Linked DNA regions of Mus musculus: region 2 is linked to region 1. Evidence: chromatin contacts called from public HiChIP or PLAC-seq data. All regions are on one chromosome and are shown on one strand. Each heading gives the region's core, a stretch centred on a gene start, on an enhancer-like site or on the middle of the called end of the contact. The rest is flanking DNA. Distances are from core to core; before and after follow the strand shown.

Region 1 (7,656 bases), core at 2,589-5,088:
ACAAAACCAACCAGAAAGCATCTTCTCAGGTTTCTAGCTTGCCAAAATGTCACAAATATGGGCAAACAAATCTTTCGCTAAGATACTTAGAAGCAATATTCACAAACCTCAAAACCTCCTTCCTGCCACTTCAGAAAGGAACCCCCCCTGGGTGGGTGCAGCCAAGGCCTCTCTAATGTGGCGACAAAAGATCTACTGTCACTATGCTGTCCCCATCACCACAAACAAATTAGAAAAAGTGGGGAAAGGAAAGATGAAACAAGAGCAATCCATATGCACGGCAGTAGTGAAGCTTGCTCTGGGTACCTGGGATGGATGGATGCATGGATGGATGGAGTTGGATGGATGGATGGATCAATGGCTGGCTGGCTGGCTGGCTGGGTAGGTGGGCAGGTGGATGGATGGATGGTTGGGTAGATGTGTGGGTAGATAGATGGATGGGTGGATGGGTGGGTAAGTGGGTGGGTGGATGGATGTGTGGGTGGGTAGGTAGATGTGTGAGTAGATGGATGGATGGGTGGGTGGGTAGATTTGTGGATAGATGTGTGGGTGGTGGATGGGTGTGGCCTCAGGGAGGGAGGGAAGCCGTTTCTGTGGCAAGCAGCTCCACAGACAGGAAGCTTGCCTGCTGACATCCCCAGCCCTGAACACACTCATGTTCAACATTGTCATGTTGATCTGCTCAATGTCCTCTATCCTTATAAGTGTTCTGAGATTAAAAACAACAGAGCAACAATATATGGGGCTTGGGGAAGGCAAGGGTGTCACACAGTGTGATGCTCTGGGTATGGGGATAGAGAAGGCATTCTGTGCAGACAGGCAGGTAGAGGGAAAAGTTTAAAGCTGTGCTTTCCCCTGGCCCCCAGCACCCAGAACAGGGTTTCTCTGCATAGCACTGGATATCCTGAAACTTGCTCTGTAGACCAGGCTGAAAATTTCATTCATTTATTTATTTTTAAAAGATTTGTTTGTTTATGCATATGAGTGAGTGCTCTATCTGCATGTATGCCTGCACTACAAAAGGCGTCAGATCCCATTACAAATGGTTGTGAGCCACCATGTGGTTGCTGGGAATTGAACTCAGAACCTCTGGAAGAGTAGTCAATGCTCTTAATTGCTGAGCCATCTCTCCAGCCCCCCAATTTTTTTTTTTTTTTTTTTGGTTTTTTCGAGACAGGGTTTCTCTGTGTAGCCCTGGCTGTCCTGGAGCTCACTTTGTAGACCAGGCTGGCCTCGAACTCAGAAATCCGCCTGCCTCTTGCCTCCCGAGTGCTGGGGTTAAAGGCGTGCGCCACCACGCCCGGCTCGAAAATTTTATTTATTTTGTCTTACATGTATGACTATCTTGACAGTGTGCATGTATATGCACCATGTTCCTGCCTTGACCCCTCAGAGGTTAGAAGAGGGCGCTGGACTCCTTAGAAATCGAGGTATGGATGGTTCTGAGCCACTGTGTGGGTGCTGAGAACCAAACCCAGGTCCTCTCAAGAGCAGCCAGTGCTCTTAACCACTGAGCCAGCTCTCAAGCCCTAAAGCTGGGTTCTCAAAGCTGAGTAAGGATAGTAAGACAAAAAGGAAAGCCTCAACTAGACACACCTAAGAGTGAGAGGCTCAACTTCCACACTCAGGCCCTAACAAGGAGGAGCCACACCGAGTACTGGGCAGTGCCAGGACCAGAGGTCGTGGCAGGCAGTTTGGGGGATCCCTGAGCTACAAACACTGGAAGTACACTCCCTGAGACCAGTGACCTTGTGAAAACTTGCAAAAGTCAAGAGACTGTGACTGGTGTTTATCAAAAAAATCAAAGAGCAACTTTGGGAATAGAAAGTGTTTGCTTGCAAGCATGCACGTCCATGCCTGTAAACCCAGGGCTGAGTGTGGCTGTGTGTGTCTTTAATCCCAACACTTAGGACGAAGAGGCAGGTAGATTTTTGAGAGTTCAAGGCCATTCACTGATCAATAGTTTATTCCAGGCTAGCTAGAAAACCATGACAGACAGACAGACGATGGTGGAATACTCTGGTAGAGGACTAGTTCTGTTCCCAGCATGCACACTGGGTGGTTCACAACCATCTGTACCAACGGCTCTGTTACATCCAGTGCCTCCAGTTTCCTTGGGTACCTGCACACACTTGCAAACACATGCACTGACCCCCCAACACATTACACATCACCCAAAATGAGATATTTTCAAACAACGGCAACAAAAAGTGGCTGGGTGGTGGTGGCACATACCTTTGATCCCAGCACTCAGGAGGCAGAGGTAGGCAGGTCTCTGAGTTCTAGGCCAGTCTGGTCTACAGAGTGAATTTCAGGACAGGCAGGGGTTGCACAGAGAAAGCCCATCTCAAAAAGAATAAAAAAAAGGGGGGGGAGGGAGAAAAAAAGGTGGAAAGCGACTGCAGAGGCCACCAGATGGTGACCTCTGGTCACCACATGCACACAAGACAAAGGTCAAAGCTAACATTTCAGAGCAGAGGTAAGTGCACGCAGAGAGAGGCAGATTTCCACTGAGTGAGGAAGAGGGGGGAAGAGATTGCCCAGTGATAGTCTAGGCTCTGAGGCCCGCCTGCTTTACATTCGTGCATCCGACCTGCACTTCGTAGCATTTATTTTTATCTCATGAGCATTTGGCTTGCATATATATAGGGATGTGTACTGCGTAGAAGCCTAGCACTGGAGGAGGCTAGAAGAGTGTCAGATCCCCTGGAACTGGAGTTACAGCGCACTGTGAGCCACCATGTGGGTGCTGGGAACTGACCCAGTCCTCCACAAGAGAAGCCAGTGCTCTTAACTGCTGAGCCGTCTCTCATGCCTTGCATTACTTTTTAAAGTTATTTTTTTACTCTTCAATGAAGATAGGGTCTCACTATATAGCCCAGGCTGGTCTTGAACATGTGGCAAGTCCTCCTGCCTCCACTTCCCAAGTGCTGCAATTACAGGCTCAAACTACCACACACAGCAAATTCCAGTTTTGATAATGGAAGCTTGCCCGACAGCCTCTCTCCAGTGCAGGTCAAAGGAATAGGCTCCTGCTGTGGTAAGCCAGTCTCTGCCGGACAGGAGACCAGCTTTATTTGTAGGACTGTGCAGAAACCCCGTGGATTGGGTAAAAAGCTCTTCTGGACCATGCTACTCCTTTTGCACCTTAAATCCTCGCTCTGAGCCAGCCTTTGGTTGGTATCAGCACTGGCTACAGACATTGGGTAAGTATATGCCTATTTTACAAGTTCAGACTGGCCAGGCATGGGGGCACAAGCCTTTGATCCCAGTGCTGGAAGTTCGAGGCCAGCCTGGTCCACAAAGTGAGTTCCAGTACACCTAGGACTATTACAGGGAGAACTCCTCTCTCGTAAAACCAAACAAACAAACAAAATACAAAACAGATTCACACTTTGGTCTTGGAGCACAGATCATTCTCAGGTGATCTCCATTTCATTTCCATTGACCTCTGTTTGGCCCCATTGTTTTTTCCAGGGAACCATGGCAACAGCCTTTCTCAGGCACTGCCGACCCCCCCACTCCCCCCACCCCCAGCTCCAACTCTTTCTCTTCACCTTCCCATCCCGAACCCACCCAAATGCCAGGAACTCTGATGTTCCAGAAACTCCTGGATGCCCACAGGATTCTAGGAAGCAGAGCCTGGCCAGTTCTGTCCCTGTCCCCGTCTCTCGTGACATTCACTTCCTCTGGCGGCTCCCCTGCCTGCCCTTTCCCCTTGCTTCTCTCTTCTTTGTACTTCCAAACAACTTCCTTTTCCTTGATAACACACACCACCTCGAGTGACTCATAATTAGTCATGTCTATCCCTGGACTCCCAGCCTCCAGGAGACGAGGACCAGGCTTTGTCTATTTTTATCCCTTCCCATCTCCCCCGGGGCCAGCTGTGGCATCCTGCGTCAGTACGCTAAGCCACCATTTCTTGACGCTAGGTTCTGTCAAGGCACCTGGCTGGTGCTGGAGGTAGCGGATGCTCTACAAAGGCTGGTGACTGGTCCTCATTAACAGGGCGTCACTCACAAAGTGTTCTCTAGACTTAGGATGTTCAGACAAAGATGTCCTCCCCTGCATGGGTGTGTGCAACTGAGGAAGCACTTAGGCTCATGGGTGGCAGTCTGAGAGAAGCAATGAATGAATCTCTCAACATTACTGTTTTTACCCCTCCCCCAAAAAACGGCGGCAAGGGGAGCACAATGGTTAGGGGGAGAGATGATTGCTCACCAGGCCTACACCAGGCTTGAGTTTGATCCCTGGGACCTACAAGGTGGGAGACAACCTGAGACTTCCACAGTAGTCCTCAGACTTCCACATGCTTGCTCCGATGGTTAAACCCCCACACATACAGCAAATAGATACATAAATGACTGTTTTTAATTGAGTCACGTCTTAGTCTTATATTATCCCAACTAGCATGCTTCTCCTTGTTCCCTCCTCGTATAACTGCTTTAAACACAAATAAAATAAAAACAAACAACAAAAATAGGGGGTCTCACTCTGTAAGCTCAGGCTGGTCTCCAACTCTTTTTTTTTGTTTTTGTTTTCTTTTGTTTTTTGAGACAGGGCTTCTCTGTGTAGCCATGGCTGTCCTGGAACTCACTCTGTAGACCAGGCTAACCTAGAACTCTAAAATCTGCCTGCCTCCGCCTCCCAAGTGCTGGGACTAAAGGCATGCGCCACCACTGCCCAGCTGTAATCCTCCTGCCTCAGCCTCCAAAATACTGGGATTTCAAGTGTGAGCCACCACCTGGCCTAATTGTGGGAAAAGAGAACTCTGAGCGTTCCTCCTCAGGGTCCATGTACCTCGGGTGGGTTTTATTTTGTAACTATACAGGTGTGTGTGAACTTGCTTGAGTGTGTGTGTTTGTATGCATGGATGCCCCAATTGTGTAAGTACTCACAGGTGTGTAGAGGCTAGAGGACACTCTCATGTGTTCTTTCTCATTGGCTCTCTACCTTGCTCTTTAAGATGGGACTTCCCAGAGGCAGGGACTCTGCAGTAGGCTAGGCCAGTCGGCCAGCAAGGTCTAGTCGTGCCTTCCCAGTGCTGGGATTATAAATGTGGATTATAAATATTGGTTCTAAAAAGCAAGCTCACGTCTTCATGCTTGCAATAGCAAACACTCTACTGACTTAGCTCTCCTACTCCAACAGACACTTACAAATAAATAAATGTGATAAAAATTTTAAAACATGAGGGCTGGAGAGAGAGCTCAGAGGTTAAGAGCATTGGCGGCTCTTCCACATGTCTTGAGTTCAATCCCCAGCAACCACATGGTGGCTCACAACCATCTATAATGAGATCTGGCGCCCTCTTCTGGCCTGCAGGTACAGGTGTACATGCACGCAGAAGTCTACATAAATAAATAAAAGTAAAGATCTTTATAAAAAAATTTAAACACAAAAGGAAGTTGTGATGGCTGTTGTTCTCAACTTGACTACACCTGGAATTAACTAAAACCTGAGAGGCTGGGCACCCCTGTGAGGGCTTTTATTTATTTATTTATTTTGGCTTTACGGGTTTCTCTGGGTAGCCCTGGCTGTCCTGGAACTCACTTTGTAGACCAGGCTGGCCTCAAACTCAGAAATCTGCCTGCCTCTGCTTCCCAAGTGCTGGGATTAAAGGCGTGTGCCCGGCGGATTTTTTTTTTTCCCTTACTTAAGCCATCTGAGGTGTGAAGATACATTTTTAATCCGGATCTTTTAAGGTGGGAAACGCCACCCTCAATCTGCACCACCCTTTCAGCTGGCAGCCATTATAAGGGCATGGAAGAAGGAGGCTCTCTCTCTTTGCCTGCTCGCTCTCCCTAGCAAGCCCATTCAGACAGGCATTACAGCCTACATCCTCAGGATTCCAGCTATACCGACTAGCTGAGACATGCACCTTCATGGACTGAATAACTACTGCATTCTTAGACCTTCCACTCATAGGCAACTGCCAGCATTGTGGTCATCTTGACCACAGCCTATAATAAATCCCCACCCTCCTTCCTTCTCTCTAAATATATAGATACTCATATTCATTCCATAACCCTGACAAGCCTGTCTGTCACTCTAGAGAACCCCGGCTAACACAGAACTAACACAGCTAACAGTGTTGGCACTAAAAGTAAAAAACAAGCAACCTGCCCTTACAACATCTGGCTCGGCCTCTTTCTCACCGAACCAATTACTCACTGTGTGCGCATGTGCATGCCTTTGTGTGCTGTGGAGGTCAGAGGGCAACTGCTGGGAACCGGTTCTAGCTCTCGCCTCTCTCTACCTGGCTCTAGGGAATGACATCATGCCACCAAGCTGGAGAGCAAGTTCCCTTCCCCATGAGCAATCTCGCCAGCCTTGTTTCTGCTTCTTAAGGAAAAGAAGATTTGTACACTACACATCTTCCATAGGCTATGCAATGACTTAGCACTGCCTCAAATCAATGCCAGCTCTCTCATGTTCTAAAAATGCAGCAAAGAATCAGATATGGTATGGGAGGCCAAGTCAGGAGGAGTACAAGTTAAAGGACAAGCTGAGCTACACAGAGAGAACCCTGTCTCAAAAACAAAAGACAGAAAAAGGGGTGGATAGGAGACAGCTCAGTCAGTAATGTGCTCACCACACAAACATGAGGGTCTGGGTTCGATCTCCAGCACCCACATATAAAGCCAAGTATGGTAGTGTATGAATGAAGTCTCTGCACTGACAGATGGTCAAGGGATCCCAGGTGCTCACTGGCCGGCCTAATTAATAGGCCTTAGGTCCCAGTGAGACTCTGTTTATAGGAACATGGTACGGGCCTGGAAGACAGCTCAGTAAGCAAAAGCTAGCCAAGCAGGCAGGACCGAGTTTGATCTCCAGGAGCCATGTAGAAAGCCCAGTATGGAGGCAAACATCTATAAACCTAGCGTTCCAACAGAGTTGGGAGGCAGAGGCAGGAGAATTACCTGCAAGTTCAGTTCCTGGGCCAGGTAGGCTTGCAGTACTCGGCAACAGAAAGTTAGAGATCCCGTCTCAATGAGAACTGACTCCTGAAAATTGTCCTCTGACCTCTGCATGAGTGCCCCCCCCCACGCCCCAAGGGAGGGAGGAGGAAAGGGCTGGAGAGATGGCTCTTGCAGAAGACCGAGTTCAGCTCCCAACACCCATGTCAACTCCCTGTAATCAATCATAGCTTCTCCAGGGGCTCCAATGCTCTCATATGCCCTCCACAAGCACTCACACGCGCATGCACACATACACATGATTAAAACATGTGACGGTTTGAATACGCGTGGCACTCTTAGGAGGTGTGGCCTTATGGTGAAGGTGTAGCATTGTTAGAAGAAGTGTGTCACTGTAGGGGTGAAGCTTTGAGGTTCCTATGCTCAGGGTCTTCCCAGTGTGAAAGAGACCCCCCCCCCCCAACCCTCTGGCTGCCTGTGGAAGACAGTCTCCTCCTGGCTGCCTTCGGATAAGATATGTAGAACTCTCAAAACTGCTAGCACCGTGTCTGCCTGCAAGCTGCCATGCTTCCCATCATGAGGATAACGGACGGAACCTCTGAAACTGTAAGCCAGCCCCCAATGAAATGGCCGCTGTTTTAAGAGTTGCTACGGTCATGGTGTTTCTTTGCAGCAATGAAACCCTAAGACAAACCATAAATTCTTAGGGGAGAAATAAATAAAAACAAGGTGGACA
Region 2 (7,656 bases), core at 2,736-5,235, 640 kb after region 1:
GAGTGTCTGCAGACAGACTTAGACTCTCTCATCCTATGTCTCACGAAGAACAGTGGACCTTGGAATCTGATTAAGAAGATGATATAGAAATGGGAGGAGCTTAAGGTGCTCTCCCCTCGAATCTCCCGTGTCACTTCATGAAAAGCAGCACCCTTGGATCTACTCCCTGCAAGTTGGAGACAGTGTCTGTGAGGGATGTGAGCCCCTCTACAGGGCAGCCTTCCTGAAGTCTAGTTGTTTTCTCTGCCTCCTCTCCGAAACTCTTGGTTTCTCCGAGGACCTCTCTGCATAGATTTGGAGATGCCCAGGGCAGGTCTCTATGTCTGCTATGATCACGACTCAATTTGCAATCCCAGTACTCAGGAGGTAGAGACAGGCCAGGCCAGTGTCTGTGAGTTGAGTTTGAGGGCAGCCTGGTCTACATAAGTGAGACCTGCACTAGAAAGACCAACTTACAGGGCTGGAGAGGTGGCTCAGAGGTTAAGGGCATTGGCCGAGATACTAGAGGACCTGGGTTCAATTCCCAGTACCCAGTTGTCTGCTCAAAATGTCTGTAACTCCAGTTCCAGGGGCATCAGAAGCCCTCCCTTGGTCTCCACCACACATGCACAGGGTGTGCATACCTACATGTAGGCAAGAAATCCATATGTGTAAAATAAGTAAAAGTTGTTTTTGTTTTGTTTTGTTTTTTGTTTTTTCAAAGAACGTCTAAGCATTGATCCTAAGAAGGGATGGGTGTTGATGTCGGGTTTGAGGGTGAGGGACTAAGGTTGTGAAGTGTATGAATAATGCAAACAAAGTTCCTCTGCGCCCTCCCACCTCTTCCTCTCTGCTCCCAGGGTCTGGGCACAGTGGAACCCTGGGCACGCCCCTTTCCCTCCGCCCTCACTTGTAGAGCAAGAACAGCCTGTACCCTTGAGAAACCACAAGAGGAAGTTTAGGGCGGATTGTGGGTGGGGAAAGTTCTGGGACCTCTGCCAAGTTTCCCTTTCCCTGCTGAACGGTAGGTGTGTTTATTTTGCCCACAGACTTTTAAAGTTTAAATCCTCTGCGTTTCAAAGAGCTGTCAATTCCTGTCCTTGTCCCTGTCCCTGCTGCCGACCTAGGGCACCTTTCCTGCAGTAAGACTGGAGTCTGTGTCTTCTCTGGTCTCAGCCCCTCACTTTCTCCCTAAAGCACCCCTAAAAACCTTTGAACTCTGGGTCATGTGGCTTCAACAACCACTTAGGGGCTCCGTAGTGTTTCTCACCGTAATTCTAGGTGCGCATGTGCGTGCACCTCTGTCCCAGCTTATCATCTTGAAAACCAGCGTCCAGAGAGAGTTCACATAGTCAGACAGCCATGGCTATGTAGAGAGACCCTATACACCAGAAAAGCACAGGCTGTTTTTTCAGATGACCCAGGTTCAATTCCCAGCAACTCACAGTTGTCCATTTGTCACTGCAGTTCAGGGGATTTGATGCCCTTTCCTTCCTTCCTTCCTTCCTTCCTTCCTTCTTTCCTTTCTTTCTTAAATATATATATTTTAAAGATCTATTTATTGTTATATGTAAGTACACTGTAGCTATCTCCAGTCACACCAGAAAAGGGCATTAGCTCTCATTATAGATGGTTGTGAGCCACCATGTGGTTGCTGGGATTTGAACTCAGGACCTTCAGAAGAGGAGTCAGTGCTCTTAACCACTGAGCCTTCTCTTCAGCCCTGAGACCCTTTTTTTTTTTTTTTTTTTTTTTTGAGACAGGGTTTCTCTGTGTAGCCCTGGCTGTCCTGGAACTCACTTTGTAGACCAGGCTGGCCTCGAACTCAGAAATCTGCCTGCCTCTGCCTCCCAGGTGCTGGGATTAAAGGAGTGCCCCACCACCGCCCGGCTCTGAGGTCTTTTTCTTAAGGTCTACAAGTTTTGATCAGGTTTATGTGCTCTGCCACTTTAAGAATTAGGAAGTAGGAAGCAGCTGGTAGTGTCGAGGGAAATCTCAGACTGCAAGCAGACAGCAGCAGACAGAACCAACGGTTGAAGGGCAGGTACTGGGAATGAGGAAACACATGCGGCAGACACACAGAGAAACAGACCCTGCAAGGCAGAGTGCAGACTTGGGAAACAAAAAAATTGAAGGCTGGAGGCCTTTTTAAGTCTCTCAAAAAGTCCTTCTCCCCTAATTTAGGGTTGGTCAATTTGAAAAAAGATAGGATGGTTGATTGGCCTGTAAACCTTCCAGGCTTGAAGTCCATCAGCAGGGGGTCCGGGAGTGGGAGAAGAAACTCAATAAAACTTTTGTTTTAAGCTGCCAGGCTTTTGTCTCAGGTCCTGAGAGTGAAGAAGAGACCTTTCATCTTGGGAATTTGGAATTCACCACCAGTATTACCTAGCTACATCCCCTCACCCTATCTTCCTGCCCACCAGGAGGAAGTCTATGTAACTCTGCTCCTTCTGACCTTCCTGGGCACCAGACACACACACGCACACACACGCACGCACACACACACACACGCACACACACACGCACGCACACGCACACACGCACACGCGCGCACACACACACACACATACACACACACACACACATACACACACACACATACACACACACACACATACACACACACACATACACACACACACATACACACACGCACAGGCACGCACACACGCACAGGCACGCACGCACGCACACACACACACACACACACACACACACACGGTGCACAGACCCAGGTAGAGACAAAACACCAATACACATACAATTTTAAAACAAAAATATAATACGGATGGTACGGTGTGATGTGTGGAGAGGGGGAGGGCTTGGGGTAGAACACAGAGGGAGTCTTTGCAAGTAAATATGTCCCAAGTGCTGGGATTAAAGGCGTGCGCCACCACTGCCGGGCGTATAAGTAATAGTTTTAATTTAAAAGCAAAGGAGAGGGCTGGCGAGATGGCTCAGCGGGTAAGAGCACTGACTGCTCTTCCAAAGGTTCTGAGTTCAAATCCCAGCAACCACATGGTGGCTCACAACCATCCGTAATGAGATCTGACACCCTGTTCTGGAGTGTCTGAAGTCAGCTACAGAGTGCTTACATATAATAAATAAGTAAATCTTTAAAAAACAAAACAACAGCCGGGCGTGGTGGCGCACGCCTTTAATCCCAGCACTTGGGAGGCAGAGACAGGTGGATTTCTGAGTTCGAGGCCAGCCTGGTCTACAAAGTGAGTTCTAAGACAGCCAAGGCTACACAGAGAAACCCTGTCTCGAAAAACCAAAACCAAACCAAACCAAAACAAAAACAAAAGAGAGCTAAGTAGGAAAATAAATAAATGCAGTGGTATTGGAAGTAGTAGTGAATGCTTGTGGTCCCAGCACTCAGGAAGCTGAGGCAGGAGGATCATTGGAAGTTGGAAGGGGCCTAGGCTGTAAAGCTTTCAAGCAAGGCAGCATCAAAAAGTGAAGTTAGACTCCAGAAATTGAAGGAGATACAAGAAGCGTTTAGATGTTTAAGGTAGTTCTGGGATGCATTAGGACGAAACAAAAATGTTTATTTTATTTGTAACTATGTGTCTCTGTGTGTCTGTGTGCATAAATGCAAGGGCCTGAAGTGAGCCACACAGTGTGGGGACTGAACTTGGGTCATCTGCAAGAGCAGGACAAGCTTTTAGCTGGTTCTCTGGCTTTCCAGACCCATACGTTTTTCTTGAGTAGATGGATTTTTTTTGTTTGGTTATGCGTTTTGAATTATTATTATTATTATTATTATTATTGCTTGAGCCTTGCCATATAGCCTCCCCCCAACCCCCGTACTATTGTAAACAGACCTGGCCGTCCTTGAACTTGTAGCAACCCCAGCCTTTTCTTTCTGGGAGCTGGGATTACAGGCATGGAAAGTACCACGCCCACTTGGCAAAAATGTAAGAACTTTCTAACAAATAGCTGTGTGATCCCAGCCTAATGACGTGAGTCCTAGCTACAGGAGTCTAGAGCGCATGCACCTAGGGCCTCTGCCAGAGTGTCAACGCGAAGACTCCACCCCTTTCCGCCTAGAAATTGGGTGACTCACCGAGGCCCCCTTGCGTCATCACTCGGCCTGCCGCTGGCCCCGGCCCATGGTATTCACACTTGGTCCACCAGATGGAGCTATAGCCCAGAGTGTCACTTCAGGGGCCCCCGGATTGGGTGAAGAACCCCACCTGGTCCTTCAGGCGCCAGCTGGTTTCCTGGGACCTCTGTCCCCACCCCATTCCCAGCTGTTTACACAGAGAGCTGTTCTGACCGGACCAGGCAGAATCTCCATAAAATGTGCTCTGGCCCAAGTGTGCAGCGCTGGGAGAAGGTGCTCCTTTGCGCAGGCAGGGGCCCTCCCACAACTCTTCCTGACCTTCCGTCGTCCTTGCCTCCGAGGGACCCAAGTGTCAGCAGGCGCCAGCACATTTTCAGGGAAGCTACTCTGGAATGACCCTTCCTACCTTTCAAAGGGTCTAACACTTACATTGTTGCCTGTTAAGGGCCTCGGAAGCCACACCTTTCTGAAAGAATTAGTTCTCCCTTGTTGGGTAAAATTCCCCAGCAGCCTCTCCTGAGGTTAGAAAGCAGAGACTTAGCCATGCCTCTTTGAAGGTGGGGCTGGTTCTTCCTGTATCCGGGCCAGATCTTATTGCAGCCGGTCAGACCCGTTAAGGGCTATTGCTTGCTTGGCTTGATGGCGCAGGCCTTTAGTCTCAGCACTAGGAAGGCAGAGGCAGGTGGATCTCTGGGAATTTGAAGCCAGCCTGGCCTCCATGGCAAGCTCAGGCCTGCCAGGACTACTGGGCAAGAGCTTGTTTCAGAGACAGAGACAGAGAACTAAGAAGGCCTTACGGTCAGTGGGCTACAGGACACAGCAGACTCGGCCCACAGTGAGCAAGATGGCCACAGTGAACAGCCCTGGAACAGAGTCTGGCTAGTATTTCCAAAGACTTAATAATTCATTCTTTCCTAACCACCGTCAGCTCAAGGGACATAGGAGACAGGCCAAGAAGCCGCTGCACAGAGAAGTTAAGCTTCTTGCTAAGTTTCACACAGCTCAGCTGGCAGACTGATAGGGCTGTTTGGCATCAAATGGGGATTCACCATCCATTTTCATTCTATGGTGGTCGGGCCAGAGAGCAGTCCCTATGGATAAGCTGCCTGGCTTGGTTCTTGCTAGGTTCCTTTCTGGTGTCTGTTTCCTCACCTGTGACCCTTCCCTCATGGTGGCTAGTACCAGCTAAATGTTTACTATATGCTAAGGAGCATCTTAATGGCCTCACAGCCCAATGAAGCAAGCACACACGCTTGCGTGTGTGTGTGTGTGTGTGTGTGTGTGTGTGTGTGTGTGTCTGTGTGTGTCTGTGTGTCTGTGTGTCTGTGTGTCTGTGTGTGTCTGTGTGTATGCTGAGGCTCAAACCTAGGCCTTTGTACATATTGGCAAGTACTCTGTCACTCAGCTACATCCCAGGCAAGACAGGCATTATTCTGCCTTTGCAGGTGAGGAAACGAGGCATAGGATATGGCTGGGTAAAGAGTCTAACCTGCATTCGACTTAAGAGATAATACGAAGTCCTGCCCTGGGCCAGGCAGGCCATGGCTTCTGATGAGTGATAGTTACTGTCTTCTTGACAGCAGAAGTCATTTTCCAGCCTCTACTCCTTAGGGTGGGCATGGGGGTTAATCCCAAACCAGTTTTGGTTTCTTTCTTCATCATCTCGCCTATGACTCCATCTCTCTCTCTCTCACACACACACATATAAACACACACACTTTTTATTTTTTGATACAAGACCTTACTATGCAATTCTGACTGACCTGAAACTCCCTTTTTTAGACCAGGCTGGTCTTGAACTCATAGTGCCTGCCTCCGACTCCCTGGTACTAAGATTAGAAGTATGTGTGCTACTTCTCTTCAGCATGGGTTTTGTTTTGTTTAAGACATGGTTTCACGTAGCCCAGGCTAGCCTTACGCTTCTTCCGCAGTCAAGGATGACCTTGAATTTCTGATCCTCCTCCCTCTCCCTCCCAAGGGCTAAGGTTACAAGGCATGCGCTACCAGACCTAGTTTAAATGGTGCTGCAGATGGATCCCAGGGCTTGGTGTGTGCTCAGCAAATGCTCTACCACCCAGCCCGAGCTCTGGCCTCACAGCCCTTTTTCCTCTAGAGTAAAAATAGACCTGAAAGTTTTGGCCTTTGGGGAGAAGGTTGGACAGAGTCCTTGAAGTTGGGGCAATCCCAGAACCTCCCGATTCTGGCCCCAGCATTTTCTGCTCCAGCCCACCCTCCTCCGGATCTCTGCTCCCTTCTCTCCAGGCTGCTCCTCCCTGCCCCTCCCCTGGGCTCTCTTGAGTTCTGGGAAAGGAAGTCAGGGCCGGGGCCTCAAGACACATGCAGGCCTTGAGCATCAACTTAAGCTCCAGCTGGAGGAGGGGGGCCCTGCTAGGGGAGGAGAGGGCACCTGTAGGTCCCATCCGCCTGTCCCTTGAAGATTTCTGTCTGCTGTCACAGAATCTTTCCTGAGCTCATTTTCAGAGCTTGCTGTGATTGGAGCCCAATTTGAATGAGACCCTGGGAGGGGTTGGATCTTTAGCAAGAGAACCACACCAAGATGTCTTGGGGACCTTAGGAAGGGAAGGCTCTTTGCACTCAGTGGCTCAGAAGGCTGCCTCTTATTTCCTCTCTGTTCTCCCCTCCTCCTAAGACATGTCCCGTACAGACCCACGAACCACAGTGGGAAGGGTCTTGGGGGTCACGGGCCTTCAGATATACTAGATGACCAAGCAAGAGCAGACACTTAGTACAGTCCCTAAGTCCTCCCTTCTTCCCAGTCAGCTGGTACCTGCTGGTCCTAGGGCCAGCATCTGTCTTTTCTTTGATTGACTTAGTCCACAAGACCAACCAAATCTGCCTCTCAGATCTCTGGATCTCTGGAGAGATAGTCTTTTTTTGAGTCGGCTCAGACTTAGTATAACCACTGAACTTGACTTTGGTACCTCTGGGTGGTCCTCAGAAAGTTTCCTCAGACAAAACTGCTGGGAGTCCTTTTGGGTGTTCCTCATGAGCATATACTGTATACATTTTCTTTCTTTAAAAAAACATATATGTATGTATGTGTGTGTGTGTATATATTCATATGTGTATATATATGTATATGTATATACATACACATACACAGAGTGTGTGGTGTGTGTGTGGGCAAAGTGTATGAAGTGTATGGGAGCCTGTGCTTGGAGGTCAGAGTTCAGTTTACACAAGGTGTTATTCTCCTTCCATTTGTATGTTTATTAACTCGATTATTACTTATTCTTCACACTCATCCTACAAGGAGCTGGAGGATGTTGTTCAGTTGGACGAGACCTGGCATAAGGTATCTCTGGGTTCAGTCTTCAGGAACACAAAAAACTGGATGTGGCCCATGACTGTAACCAGTGCTCCGGAAGTACAGGCAGGAGAAGTTCAAGGTCACCCTTGGACTTGGGGCCAGTCTGGGATGCATAGAACCCTGTCTCAGAAAAGAAAAACAGTACAAAAGGCTGGAAGATGGCTGGCTCAGTCAGTGCAGTGTTTGGCTCACAAGCATGAAGGTGTGAATTTGAGCCTCACAACACGTATGCAAATTCCTTATGTGCCATCTAGTGCCAAGGAGGCAGAGACAGAAT

Evidence for each region. HiChIP or PLAC-seq counts read pairs in DNA pulled down with a chosen protein or histone mark.
Region 2: an HNF4G HiChIP or PLAC-seq map of pancreatic cancer cells shows a contact between it and region 1. The contact joins two enhancer-like sites. A contact is called at or near these places in 7 of 39 promoter capture datasets (the HPC-7 cell line, cranial neural crest, embryonic stem cells and 3 more), 1 of 484 Hi-C or Micro-C datasets (embryonic stem cells), 4 of 115 datasets of contacts at active chromatin or transcription factors (astrocytes, embryonic stem cells, microglia and 1 more) and 1 of 9 other capture datasets (adipose tissue).

Annotation. Positions count from the first base shown.
Region 1 is chr17:46,870,528-46,878,183 of GRCm38.p6, forward strand. It overlaps a transcript of Bicral not described here. Among named protein-coding and RNA genes, the nearest start is that of Tbcc, 16 kb to the right of the region's middle. Within about 2 kb of position 3,839, at least 116 of the 459 cell types and tissues checked have an H3K27ac peak or open chromatin away from gene starts, as enhancers often do. A contact at or near this core is called in the HPC-7 cell line, adipose tissue, microglia and 1 more, where this site is marked.
Region 2 is chr17:47,507,231-47,514,886 of GRCm38.p6, forward strand. It overlaps a transcript of Ccnd3 not described here. Among named protein-coding and RNA genes, the nearest start is that of Taf8, 8.8 kb to the left of the region's middle. Within about 2 kb of position 3,986, at least 329 of the 459 cell types and tissues checked have an H3K27ac peak or open chromatin away from gene starts, as enhancers often do. A contact at or near this core is called in the HPC-7 cell line, adipose tissue, microglia and 1 more, where this site is marked.